2 separate regions of the Mus musculus genome follow, and region 2 is linked to region 1. A link is a contact called in public HiChIP or PLAC-seq data. All regions are on one chromosome and are shown on one strand. The core of a region is the stretch at or near the end of the contact, and the rest is flanking DNA. Distances in the headings are between cores, read along the strand shown.

The links. HiChIP or PLAC-seq counts read pairs in DNA pulled down with a chosen protein or histone mark.
Region 2: a contact with region 1 is called in an H3K27ac HiChIP or PLAC-seq map of trophoblast stem cells, with 9 read pairs. The contact joins two enhancer-like sites. A contact is called at or near these places in 2 of 15 datasets of contacts at CTCF or cohesin (the NIH/3T3 cell line and stem cell-derived epiblast-like cells), 27 of 484 Hi-C or Micro-C datasets (the AML12 cell line, the C3H10T1/2 cell line, the Patski cell line and 13 more), 10 of 115 datasets of contacts at active chromatin or transcription factors (bone marrow-derived macrophages, embryonic stem cells, extraembryonic endoderm stem cells and 3 more) and 5 of 9 other capture datasets (adipose tissue, bone marrow-derived macrophages, embryonic stem cells and 2 more).

Annotation. Positions count from the first base shown.
Region 1 is chr12:3,261,706-3,268,078 of GRCm38.p6, reverse strand. It overlaps Rab10 (RAB10, member RAS oncogene family), which reads left to right. Exons shown (of 6, transcript NM_016676.5): 2 at 3,330-3,390. Among named protein-coding and RNA genes, the nearest start is that of Rab10os, 29 kb to the right of the region's middle. Within about 2 kb of position 3,413, at least 31 of the 459 cell types and tissues checked have an H3K27ac peak or open chromatin away from gene starts, as enhancers often do. A contact at or near this core is called in bone marrow-derived macrophages and trophoblast stem cells, where this site is marked.
Region 2 is chr12:3,388,067-3,394,439 of GRCm38.p6, reverse strand. Kif3c (kinesin family member 3C) reads right to left here. Exons shown (of 8, transcript NM_008445.2): 3 at 6,183-6,305; 4 at 4,699-4,817; 5 at 3,886-4,002. Among named protein-coding and RNA genes, the nearest start is that of I920046F24Rik, 26 kb to the right of the region's middle. Within about 2 kb of position 3,374, at least 53 of the 459 cell types and tissues checked have an H3K27ac peak or open chromatin away from gene starts, as enhancers often do. A contact at or near this core is called in bone marrow-derived macrophages and trophoblast stem cells, where this site is marked.

The DNA.
Region 1 (6,373 bases), core at 2,164-4,663:
TGTTGAAAAAAGTTGGTGTGTCTGTGGTGTATGCATATATTCTGTGTTCATATGTATACATGAGAGGTCCAGAGGCCAAATTTTGTGAGATAGAACCTCTTACTCACCTTGGGCCCTCCTTTCTTCACCCCTATCTCCTGCTCTAGTGCTGGAATTAAAAGATGTACTCCCACACTGGGATCTGAACTCAAGGACCTCATGCTTGCACAGTGTGATGGTTAGATAAAATTGTCAACTTCACACAGCCTAGAATCACCTGGAAAGAGTCTCAGTGAGTTCATATTGGACTGTCCTGTTGGTGTGTCTGTAGAGTATTGTCTTCATTAAGTCTATTGACTTAGGAAGACTAGCCACTGTTGTTAGAAGCACCATTCTCTAGGTAGAGGATTCTGAAGTGTGTGCAACTGGACAAATGGAGCTAGCTACACACAAGTGAGCAAGTGAGTGTGTGTGTGGGGTGCATCCATGTCTCTCTGCTTTGGACTATTGATGTGACATGACAGCTGCTTTAAGCTCCTGCCACTGGGATTTTCTAGTCTATGGTTGACTGTGAGCTACAGTAAACCACCTTCCTGCTTTTTGTCAGGCTTTTGTCACAGCAGCAGAAATGAAGCTAGGACAACACAGCAAGCGTTTTACTAACCACGCCTCCCATCAAGCTCTCCTGACACTTTTTATCTTTTGGGTCCTACTGCTGCTTTTGAGATGTTTAGAATTGCCCTTTAATGGGACTTGTTTTATTTTTCTGCAAGCATTTATAAACTCCATTCACAGTGTTTTTAAATTTTTCTGTGATGGATGTGTCTTGATAACTTTGTGCTGTACTTGATGACTCTTTGAATTCAAAGGCAAATTTCTTTGGTTTTATGTTTTAAATAGCTCATGGAGGATGTTGATTAAGTATAGTCCTGAAAGCATTCAAGTGATGTTTCTTTTTAACTTTTATTGATTTTGTTTTTATGAACTTGGGTGTTTTATCTGCATGTATGTGTGTGCACCATATATGTCCAGTGCCTGAGGAGGCCAGAAGAGGGCATCCGATCCTCTGGAACTGGAGATAAACAGTTGTAAGCCTGGGTGCTTGGAATTGAACTGGATCTTTTGGAGGAGCAGCCAGTGCTCTTAACTGCTGAGCCATCTCTACAGCTCCTAGGGTGATCTTTTTATCTTGATGAATTAAGCAGATCATTTGAAATATACATTTTCCAGTGATTTCATATTTTTATCCCAAGGGTTTTAGAGATTGTCTCAATTTTATTCTCTTTAGTCATATTTCCTAAAATAGTATTGGTTGTCAGGGTTATCAATTAAGACTAGTAAACTATATGCCTAGCTGGAATCGTTGGTCTTAATCAGTCTTCTAGGTTATGTTAGGACAGTTATTCCCAAGGAAACAAAAATATAGGCTGTAGCTCTAAAGGTAATGCTGGTAAATGTTCCTTTTTCCTTTTCATTAGCTATGGTGAATCAGGGCAACCTAGAAAAATTGGATAATAATTTGACAAACTCAAAATCAGGGGGAAAAGAAATTCAAGATTTTAGAAAGAGGAACATTATGGATTGTGGATGCCAGCATGCTTTGTTGAGAGGCTAGTTATTAAAATGAGTGTGTTAATCTTGGTGGCACATACCTTTAAGCCCAGCACTTGGAGGCTGAGGCAGAACCCAAGAATTCATAGCTATCCTGGGCTACTTAAAGATGAAAAGAGACAGAAAGAGAGTCTGATTAATAATCAGTCTCTTCTCCCACACCCCCCCCCCCAGCCCCCAGAACACAAGACTCAAATATTAATTCCTCCCCTAGAAAAAGTAGTTGCAGATTTTTAAAATACGTGAACTTCAGAAATGATGTGTACTTGATAAATTGTCACCCTTTCTGTTGTCATGGAAGCAGTGGGGGCAGTATAGATACTGGGATCACCTAACCGGTTCTAGTCACCTTTAGATTTTATCTAATTTTTGTTTGTTTGTTTGTTTTGGTTTTTCAAGACAGGGTTTCTCTGTGTAGCCTTGGCTGTCCTGGAACTCACTCTGTAGACCAGGCTGGCCTCGAACTCAGAAATCCGCCTGCCTCTGCCTCCCAAGTGTGGGATTAAAGGCATGTGCCACCACTGCCTGGCTATCTGTTTGTTAAGATGGCAGTACATTTGTTCTGAACTTTGGTTTACCTTTAGGTGTTTGAATTTTAAATAGTTTTTATTGTTAATTGCTATCTAGCTAGGGCTTGATGACAGATAACATTGACATTCGCTGAGAACCAAACCTGAGTAAAGAAGAGGCTATTTTCTTGTTCTGCACACCAGGTTGGCCTTGAACTCACAGGGATTCCCCTGCCTCTGCCTCCTGAGTACTGGGATTAAAAGCGGGTCATACCACCACCAGGCTACTTAAAAGAAGGTGTGTATGTGCCTGGTATACATGCATGTATGCAGGCAAGAGGCTGTAGCTAGTGTTTCTCAATCACTGTCCACCTTATGTTTTGGGATTTCGTTTTAAATATATTTATTTACATGCTTATTTGAGGGAGGGGGCATGCATGTGGAGGTCAGAGGACTACTTATGGCTTATGGTTTTCTCGTTTTACTATCTGGGCCCCAGGGATGGAACTTAGGCTGTCAGGCTTAGCAGAAAGTACTGCTCTTGCTGGGTGAGGCATCTCACAAGCTTCCACATGATATTTTTTGAGACAGGGTCTCTCACTGAACCTGGAGTATACTGATAGGCTAGATTTGCTGACCGGCAAGTTCAGAGATAAGATACTCATGTAACTACCACTTTACTGACTGAGCCTTCTTGCCAGCCTGTGTCTCACAAAATTTCATTTTAGTTTGATTTTCCCCATAAATTTTTATTATTTTTTTCTATGACTCATGAATTTCAGAATGTTTTGCAATTTTCCTAGATAAGTGTTTTGTTATTGATTTTCATTTAATTTGTGGGGTCAGAATACATTGTGGCACATGTTCATTCTGTACTGTAAGAGTGTAAAGTCCCAGCATTGGGGGAGGTAAAGGCAAGTAGATGTCCATGAGTTGGAGGCTAGCCTGGTCTAAACATACCAAGTTCCAGACCACAAAGTTAAGACTACAAAGTTAGACTTTGTCAAAAACAAAACAAAACAAAACAAAACAAAACAAAACAAAACAAAGTGGTGGGGCAACTTGGGATTTTTCTGTCTACAGTTAAAAAAATAATTTTTAAAAGGAATAGACATTAAAATCTCCAAGTAAAATATTAAGTATTTAAGTTTTTAAAACTATTTTGAGTTTCGAAAAATTGGCTGTTGCCAAGTAAAGCATCAATTACAGTTTATCTTCCCTGTGTTACAGGAATAGACTTTAAGATCAAAACAGTGGAACTACAAGGAAAGAAGATCAAGCTACAGATATGGTAAGCATTCTTCCTTCCTGTATTGGTGCAATTTGCTTTCAGTTTACAGCAAGACTCTCCTTTGCCATTTATTCAGTGTCTTCTAGACTGCCCTTCCTGAACAAGCAACCTGTGACCTTTTAGGAACTGGAAATTATTGCCCAAAGTAAAAATAACTGTCTCAGCAGTGTCCAAAGCACAGGGCTTCACCCACCGTGTGGACTGAGGGAGGGGCAGTGCTTTGACTCCTTGGAATGTAGCACTCCTTTTGTAGGGTGTCATTGGCAATAATAGTATTTTACAACATTCTCTCATCTGTACATACTTAATTTTGTGCAAGGAAAATTCTACTTTTGCTTTGTTTTAACAACCTAATCATACTAATTAGATTGGTAAAAAATAATTCTAATGGCAGGGAAAAACTGCTTGGTTTTGAAAACAGGAAAAAAGTGAAAATAGGCTTAGAAGTATATGTTATGGTTTAAAAAAGGGGAATTATAAAGCATGCAGTGTTTAATTGCTCTTCACATATTTAACATCAGTTTTTCTTTTGGGTTGAATCTAGAGCACTGGATTAGATTTGGACTGTGGTGTGAGACATTCTAAAAGTAGTATCACTAACAATAGGCATCTTTATCCTTGAGCAAAGGTAGTGAGGCAGGAAGCTTTTTCTCTTGGTTTAAAGTTGTTAGAGAGATAGTGCAGTGGTTAAAAGCAAGACCTTCTTCTACAGAGGACCCAAGTTCAATTCCCAGCACCAACATCAGGCAGCTCACAGCTACCTGTAGCTCTAGCTTTAGGGGATTTTGAACTATAGGCACCTAAATGTGTTTGCACATGAGCATGTGTGTGTTCATATCATTATCATCATCATATGTTGCTCATTGCCTTAGTTGCTGGAGGCTACTTAGCATAGTGAGAATCCATGTATTGGAGCATCCCAGATCAAGCCAAGCCTGATGGCATATGTTTGTAATCTCAGTATGTGGAGATTAGAGACAGGATGATCAGGAATTCAAGGCTACATAGCAGATTCTAGGAAAGCTCTGGCTACATGTTGCCATGTTTAAAAAACAAAACAAGGGAGCCAGGTCATTTTGATAAGGTACAGTTAAATTGAGAGGTATAAATGTAAGCCAGGTGTGCTGGTACATGCCTTTAATCCCAGCACTCAGGAGGCAGAGGGTCTATGTGAGTTTGAGGCCAGCCTGGTCTACAGAGTTCCAGGACAGCCAAGGACTACACAGAGAAACCCTGTCTTAAAAAACAAAAACCAAAAAGAAAGAAAAGTATAAATGTATAAAGTATGCAAATTAAAATGGACATAGAAAACTTTAAAAAATTTATCTGGGTTATTCTAACAGAAATTAGAGGCTATAAATAGGTGTTATGGTTCTGAAAAATGAAGACAAATTTTTTTAAAACAGGTCCAGTTAGATGGCTCACCAAACCTGACAACCTGAATTTGATCCTCAGAACCCACATGGTAAAGGCGTTACCTGATTCCCCAGAATTGTCCTCTGATCTCCACATACGTGTCTTGGCATGATGTGCCTCCCCCACCAAAATAAGAAAACGGGTTATTAATAAATCAAGTAACAGTGAATAGCTGATTAAAACAAATTTCTATAAACACAAAATGGTGATTACTCTTTGGGAAGCATTAATATTTTAATATCTTTAATGTTAATATTTCATAGCTAACATTATAAACCTGTAGGTAACATGATGTAGGTTTAGCTAAGTGTGTTGTGTTCCTTTTTAGTAGAAAATTTAGTCATAGATTTAACCCTGAAATATGTGTATAATTTGCTGACTCTGTGATGTGAATGACTAGGGATGGGGAAGCAGGAAATGTTGGTGATATTCATAGTAGAGTAATGAAAGTTTCTTAGGCTACCTAAACTATAGTGAGACACTAACCTGAGTCCTGACACCACTTTCCCAAGGCACATTTCAGCTGCATTACATGTAGGAGACTTGAAGCTTTCTCTAAAGGAGTAGAATTATTGGTCAGTTTATACCACCTCAGGAAAGACCTGAAAGCAAACCAACTCGCCTGTGTTCCTGTTATGTTGAGGAAGACCTTTGGCACTTTTGGCTTTTGTTTTGTGGTGCTGGGGGGTCAAGACAAGAAGGAACAATTTTAAATAATGGGGTGATAGAAGGCCTCAGAGAGTAAGGAAAATACATCAATATATGAAGAACTGTTCTAGAAAGGGAAGAGGGTGGAAGTTTGCAGACAAATGGGGGTCAAGACAAGAAGGAACAATTTTAAATAATGGGGTGATAGAAGGCCTCAGAGAGTAAGGAAAATACATCAATATATGAGGAACTGTTCTAGAAAGGGAAGAGGGTGGAAGTTTGCAGACAAGCAGGGATAAATGGGAATGGAGGAGGCTGTGTCTTCAAAAACCAAAAGAAGAAACTATGTAATACACACGATGTTTGTAGTCACATGTTTTATGTCCATTATTCCTTTGTTCTCATTAATTTATTGATTCATTCATTCATTCACTTTACACCCTGATTACTGCCCACCTCCTCCCAGTCCCCTATCCTCTACCATTCTTAGTATTTTTGTATATTAACAATCAGAATGCTACAGGTCCTTCGAGCCAGAGAGACACGAATGACATGGACACCAAGTCGGGTTCATGCAACAGCTTCTTTACTTGTTCTCCTTCTTGCAGCTTTTCTTACAACAACTCCCCTTACAACAGTTTCTCTTACTACAACTAGCTTCTACTTAGGGCAAGGGCTAAACAACAAACCTCCTGTACTCGAGGCGAACTGACCTCATTTAGCTCCACCCCACCTCATCCAATCAGAATTCACACACGCACACGCGCACACGCGCGTGCGCGCGCGCACACACACACACACACACACACACACACACACACACACACGCACGCGCGCCTGCGCTCCAAGCACAAGCTCAGGTCGGTCACCAATCACGAGGGATAGACTAGCCCGGCAGGCAGCCCGCCCATGCTCAGGC
Region 2 (6,373 bases), core at 2,125-4,624, 130 kb before region 1:
CTGCCACGGGCCTATGCTCTCCGCATTTGGGAGGTAGAAGCAGAAGACTCAGAAGATGAGGGGCATCTGAGGCCAACTTGTGACTCAGGAGATTGGTGTCTTCATCAATATGATGGCATGGAGAATGTTTGTAGACTGGCTCCTCTATGGCTGGGTCAAGTCTGGGCACGGGGTCTCACACCCTCATATATATCCCAGAACTGGGGAGGCAGAAAGTCAGGAGTTCAAAGCCAGCCTTAGCTACATGCTACATTCAGGGCCATCCAGGGCTATAGAGTGAGAGGCTAACTTAAATAAATAAATAAATAAGTAAATAAATGCCAGAAGTTTCTCAGAGTTGAACAGGGTAGCATGTGCCTGTAGTACCAGCTGTTTGAGGAGCTAAGGGAGGAGAGTCCTTTCAGACCAGGAGTTGGGGACCAGCCTGAGCAATGGACTAAGACTGGTCTTTATGCTTCCTTTTTTTTCTTTCTCTTTTTGTTTTTTGTTTTTGTTTTGTTTTGTTTTTTTGTTTGTTTTGTTTTTCGAGACAGGGTTTCTCTGTGTAGCCCTGGCTGTCCTGGAACTAACTTTGTAGACCAGGCTGGCCTCAAACCTAGAAATCTGCCTGCCTCTGCCTCCCGAGTGCTGGGATCAAAGGCGTGCGCCGCTACGCCTGGCTAAGACTGGTTTTTAAAACAAAGTCAAGCCCAACCATTTTCTCGTGTGACAAAGTAGACACCAAAGTAGACACTCAGTGCCTATCACTGAGTTTAACCTCTATCCCTAGAAGCAAAACAAGGGAGAAATTAAACAGGCACACTCACAAACCAGCATAATCCACCAACTCTAACCAAAATATGAAGGTAAAAGAGACAGAAAGAAGAAAAGACTTCCCAAATAAGCTGACATAGCCATGTTCAAACATTGTCCCATGGTAACAATGACCCCTTGCTTTGGAGAGCGGCCTGGGCGGGGTGATCCTTGTGGCTGTCATCAAGGGAGGGTGGCTGCTTCTAACAAAAGCTGTTTCCTAAGGGACAGCCCAGCCTTAGGTAATTTGTTTCAAACAATGTCTCTCCACTCAGTGCAGTCTTCAGTGTTCTCATCCCAGAGTATCCCAGGCCTCAGCAAAGCAAAACAGCCCACAACTTGAACAATGCTTTAGTGGTGAGAGACAGAGCTTTTGTGTTTTCAGCCCTGCGTGAGTCATGTTTTGTGAGTTGTGGGAGATGTCTGGGAAGGAAAGGAGGGAGGGTCCTTCCACCGCCTCAGATTCCAGAGCACCCTCTTCTCACAGAAACCCATGTTCAAGGCCTTCCCCTCCCCCAAGCTCCAGTTGTGAAAGTAGAGATCAAGGGGACAGATGTAGTCTGGGAGATGGGGGGTGGCCACCACTCCCCTCCGCCACCAGCCCACCCCCTGGCTTCTCTGTGAACTCTCAGTCTCAGCTAGGGTTTGCAGGAGGAACTATTTTCTTTATTCCAACACTAACAACTTTCAGATATTAAAAAGAAACAAGGAGTGGGGTCTGGGAAGGCAGCTTGGTAGTTAAGAACACCGGCCACTGCTCCTCCCGAGGAGTCCTAGCACCAACACAGTGGCTCACGAGGGATCCTGTGCCACCTTCTGGCCTTTGTAGCCACCAAGAAAGCACGTGATGCACAGACATACAGGCAGGCAGAGCCCGCATGCACATAAAACATAAAGTTAAACTAAAGAGAAAAAATAATTTTTTAATTTTAAAGAATTGCCTCAAATAGATGAGGTTGCACATTCCTGCAATCCCAGCCCTGGGAAGCCTAAGACAGAGGAGCAAGGCTAGCCTGGGCTACATAGTGAGACCCTGACTCAACTAAGTATGCTGGCTCATGCCTGTAATCCCAGATTTGGGAGGTGGAAGCAGGAGGATCAGGAGTTCAAGGACAGCCTCAAGTACATAAAAAGGGCAAAAGGGGCAGGTACAACCTGCCTTCATGAGTGCTTACCTCAAACTCACATACAAACATACACAGACACACACAAAGCATGTACACACTCATCCACACACACACACACAAAGTATGCACACACTCATACACACACTCATACACACACACACACACTCATCCACACACACAAAGTATGCACACACTCATCCACACACACACACACTCATCCACACACAGAGCATGAACACACTCATACACACACACACACACACACACACACACAAATCACACACACTCTCATCCACACACAGAGCATGCACACACTCATACACACACTCACACACACACACACACACACACACACACACACACACACACACACAAATCATGCACTTGTGCTTTGGCCTGGCAAGCTGAGTTCAATCCCTGGGACCCACATGGTAGAGAGACTCAACTTCTGTAAGTTGTCCTCTGACATCAAATGAACGCTGGGTCAAGCTCACCTATCTCCCAACACACAGCTAAATGCAATAAAAACTTAAATAAAAATTTAAGAAGGAAAGTGACTAGTTGGCAATTAAAAAAATAAAATAAAGTATGTTTTTAAAATAAAATTAAGTTAGAATGCAAAGAAATGGGTCTCATGGTGGAACTGTCATACGTACATGTCATATGCTGTCCCCATTTGTTTCCTTTCCTCAATTAAACAGGGCACATGTCACACATACAAGTAACCTCAGCATTCCTGAGGCAGGGATCTGGAGGACTGAACTCAGGAGTTCAAAGCCAGCCTGAACTACACAGTGAATTTCAGGCCAGCCTTGGCTACATTGCATGACTCTTGTCTCAAGGAAAAAAACAAAAACAAATATCCCTTCTCAATTGCAGATTAAACAGGCATTTAAATGTAATAATGATCTCAGGGCTAGGGGAAGGGAAACATCTGTAAATTATATAATTAGGGAACTGGAAAAAGTGAATATAACCTATAAATAGAATTAAATTCTCTCAGTATGAAACTTCCTAAAAATAACCATTGTATGTGGTAATGGAAGATAATGTTTTGCTTTGCTTTGCTTGTGAGATAGGATCTCTATATACAGCCCTGGGCTGGCCTGAACTTTGCTAGACCAAGCTGGACTCAAACTCACAGAAATCCTGCCTGTGCTTCCCCAGTGCTGGGATTAAAAATGTACACTAGCAGACCTGTCCCAAACGGTTGTATGCACTTAGACACTACCAACCTCATACTAGCTTCGATCCCAGCTCTGGGGAGGATCCTGCCCTGCCGTGGAAGTAGCGTCCCTAGGTTACAGAGAGTAAAGAATCTCCAGAGAAGTACTATCCTTCCATCATTATATACAGATTTGGTCCCACTGCAAGAGGCACTCCGTCCGCTTTGTATGGTCCGCCTCGTTCTACGCAGCTACCAGCAGAGGGCGCTGCACACCCAGCTAACTGATGCAGCTGCACATCATGTGCAGACTTCAAGCTCTCCAGGGTAGAAACAGTTGGAATTGCTGAACACCCAGCTGAGAAGCTAGAAAGACTGCAGCAGGCCTCTATGGTGCCCAGTCATGACACTTCTCCATCTTTCCCTCTGGACCACAAGCTCAGAAATGTCTGACTTAACTTCTGCCTGTATTCTTACACAGCAGAGCTGAGCAAATATTAACAACTGTTGCTAATTTCTGGCAACCAACACAAGCCCATGCATGTATCCACCGGAACTAACCACTGGGGACAGAAGCGCTTCCCACCACAAGCCCCTCCCCTTACAGGCTCCTTTTCCATCCTGACCACTTCCTTCATGGTGATCCATACAGGATAGATCCTGGCAAAACTCATCCATGTGCACCTCTTAATCCACTCCCCAAGACCCGACCTGGAACAGGGTCTCAAGCCCCTCACCACTCATGACCCTGGGAGAGGCTTGCAAGTCCCTAGGTCCCGACAGACGGCCACTGGAACTCACACTCCAGCTGGCACCAGTGGCTGGAACCTCCACTGCTCCTCCTCACAGTCCAGGAAAAGGCGGTTCATGATCTTGTTCTTCTCCTCAGGGGGGATGAAGTTCTCAATGATGAGGTACCTGGGGGTGGGTACAAGGCAGAAATGGAGGGAGGGAGGGAGGGAGGGAGAGATCTCAGAGATCACAGAGGGAACGGGGGGGTGGGGGTGGAGGTAACAAGGGTGGAAGGGATGCCATTGCCACACAATAATGGAACTTGAAGACCACAGCTTCTAATGCAAAGACTGTGGGCCCAGGGCCCTAGGGGTTATTTTCCACTAGCACTCAGCAGACACTCTGACAGAGGGAGGTGGAGCCATCAAACCAGGCTGAGGAAGTAGAACAACTTAAGAGCTGGTCTAGCTCATGAGCTCCAGGTTCAGTGAGAGACCCAGTCTCCAAAATCATCATCGTCAATGTCAACCCATGGCCCCCATATTTGAATCACAGGTGTGCATATACATACACCTTAGACCCAAAACAAGAAGACGCACAAGCCTGCCTACATGTGCTAACCCAGTAACTGGGAAGCTGAGGCAGGAAGACAGCTGAGCCTCAAGACAGCTTGAGCTACAGAGTGGGAGGACCCTGTCTCAAACAAACAAACAAACAAACAAACAAACAAAAACCCAACCCAACCAGAAATGCAAACAAGGGGGGAAGAATGGACATGTGAGTGCTTAGTCAAAATATGGCTGTCCGAAGAGTCTCTTACAGAAGCCCTGAGGGATGGGGGAGACTGTGGGGACCCAGAACCAGAAGAGGAGCCAGCCCTACTTGAGCTTTAGTTCCCGGGTCTGCTCATTCTGCGCCTCCTCCAGGTCCTGCCGCACGCGGATGTACTCTTCGTGTTGGTCCTGGATCTCGGCCTTCACCGCCTGTAGCTTGGCATAGAGCTGTACATGCACAAGTGTGACTCAGCGGAGTTCAGTCAGGCACAAGTGTGACTCAGCAGAGTTCAGTCAGGCCCGTCACCCAGCCTGGGCTTCCTGCTCTGAACTCAGAATGGCTGCCTAGCCCTATGACTCCGTCAGGATGGGCTATCTCAAGGGCAGCCACTGTCCTCCCCGTGACTCAGTCCCTCCCACTCACTGGGACTCACCAATATCTCTCTCTCTCTCTCTCTGTATCATCAAGTGTTCAAACTGAAAGAGAACTGATGGAATGCATGCTAGCCTGACATTTTCTTTCTCCCTTTTAAAAAAAAATTATTTATTTATTTATTTTTAGTTATATGAGTATGCTGTAGCTGTCTTCAGACACACCAGTAGAGTGTGCATTGGATCCCATTACAGGTGGTTGTGAATCACCATGAGGGAATTGAACTCAGGACCTCTGGAAGAGCAGTCAGTGCTCTTAACCACTGAGCCATCTCTCCAGCCCGACATCCTCTTTCTACAGGTGAGGAAAATAAGATGTAGACTAACTAAAAGGTCATAAGGTCATAACTGAATAAAGAAAGAATAGAGCCAGGCCAGATGGTGGTGGCCCACACCTTTAGTCCCAGACCTTGGGAGGCAGAAGCAGGTGAGTATATTGAGTCCGAGGCCAGCCTTATCTACTGTGTGAATTCTAGGACAGCCAGGGCTACATGGAGAAACCAGTGCCAATTTGAAAAACCAAAAAATTAAATAAATATAGACAAACTAAAAAGGATGGAACCATGTCTCATTTTGGAGATCCACGGTTAGCGTTGGAGGTAGAATGAGTTGAGAAGGTAACCTACTCAAAAGTAAGGGCATGAGAGCCGGCAATGGCTTTCCCATTTCCCTCCTAACCGCTGAGTGCTGTACTAGTAACTGCTTTAAGGACTGGGCCTGGTCAGCTCGAAGTGGCCACAATAATAATCCTGGGGCCTCCCAGGGCTCGTTCCTGAGTCCACACTGGAACTTCCTACCCTAGGCCCATCTCAAGTCACAAATGTCCATGACTTCTGCAGGATCCGGGTGAGCAGATTCTTGTCCCTTGGTGTGGCGTGTAGGACCTTGTCTTCCTCCCTGGACGCAAGTTTCCATAGCCACACCGCATTCCCTGACCCAGCTACCAAAACTAGGATTCACTGGTGACTCCCAGTGTAGAGAAGTTAGCCAGGACCATGAGGATGACCACACAGTACACTGCAAGTGACACCCTGGCACCAGATGCCTGCCTCCTGGCTGTCTCCCCACCCCACAGTCCAAGCTCAGAGGTTGAACTTTGGGGAGGGGCCTTTGAGGCCCACCCTCTTAGGCAGCGGCCTGTTTACCCGCTGCGCATCTTACCTTCTTGAGTTTCTTGGTTTTAACTTCCACCTCCTGCTGCAGGGATGAGTAGGTACCACGTAGCTCCATGGTTTCTTCATCGCGGAGCAGCATCTCCTGCTGCATTTCCCGTTCACGGCGTTTCTAGGGCAAGGCAGAGCAAGGGGGTCACAAGGGAAAACCACGCCCACTGGGGAAGGCTACCGGAGCAC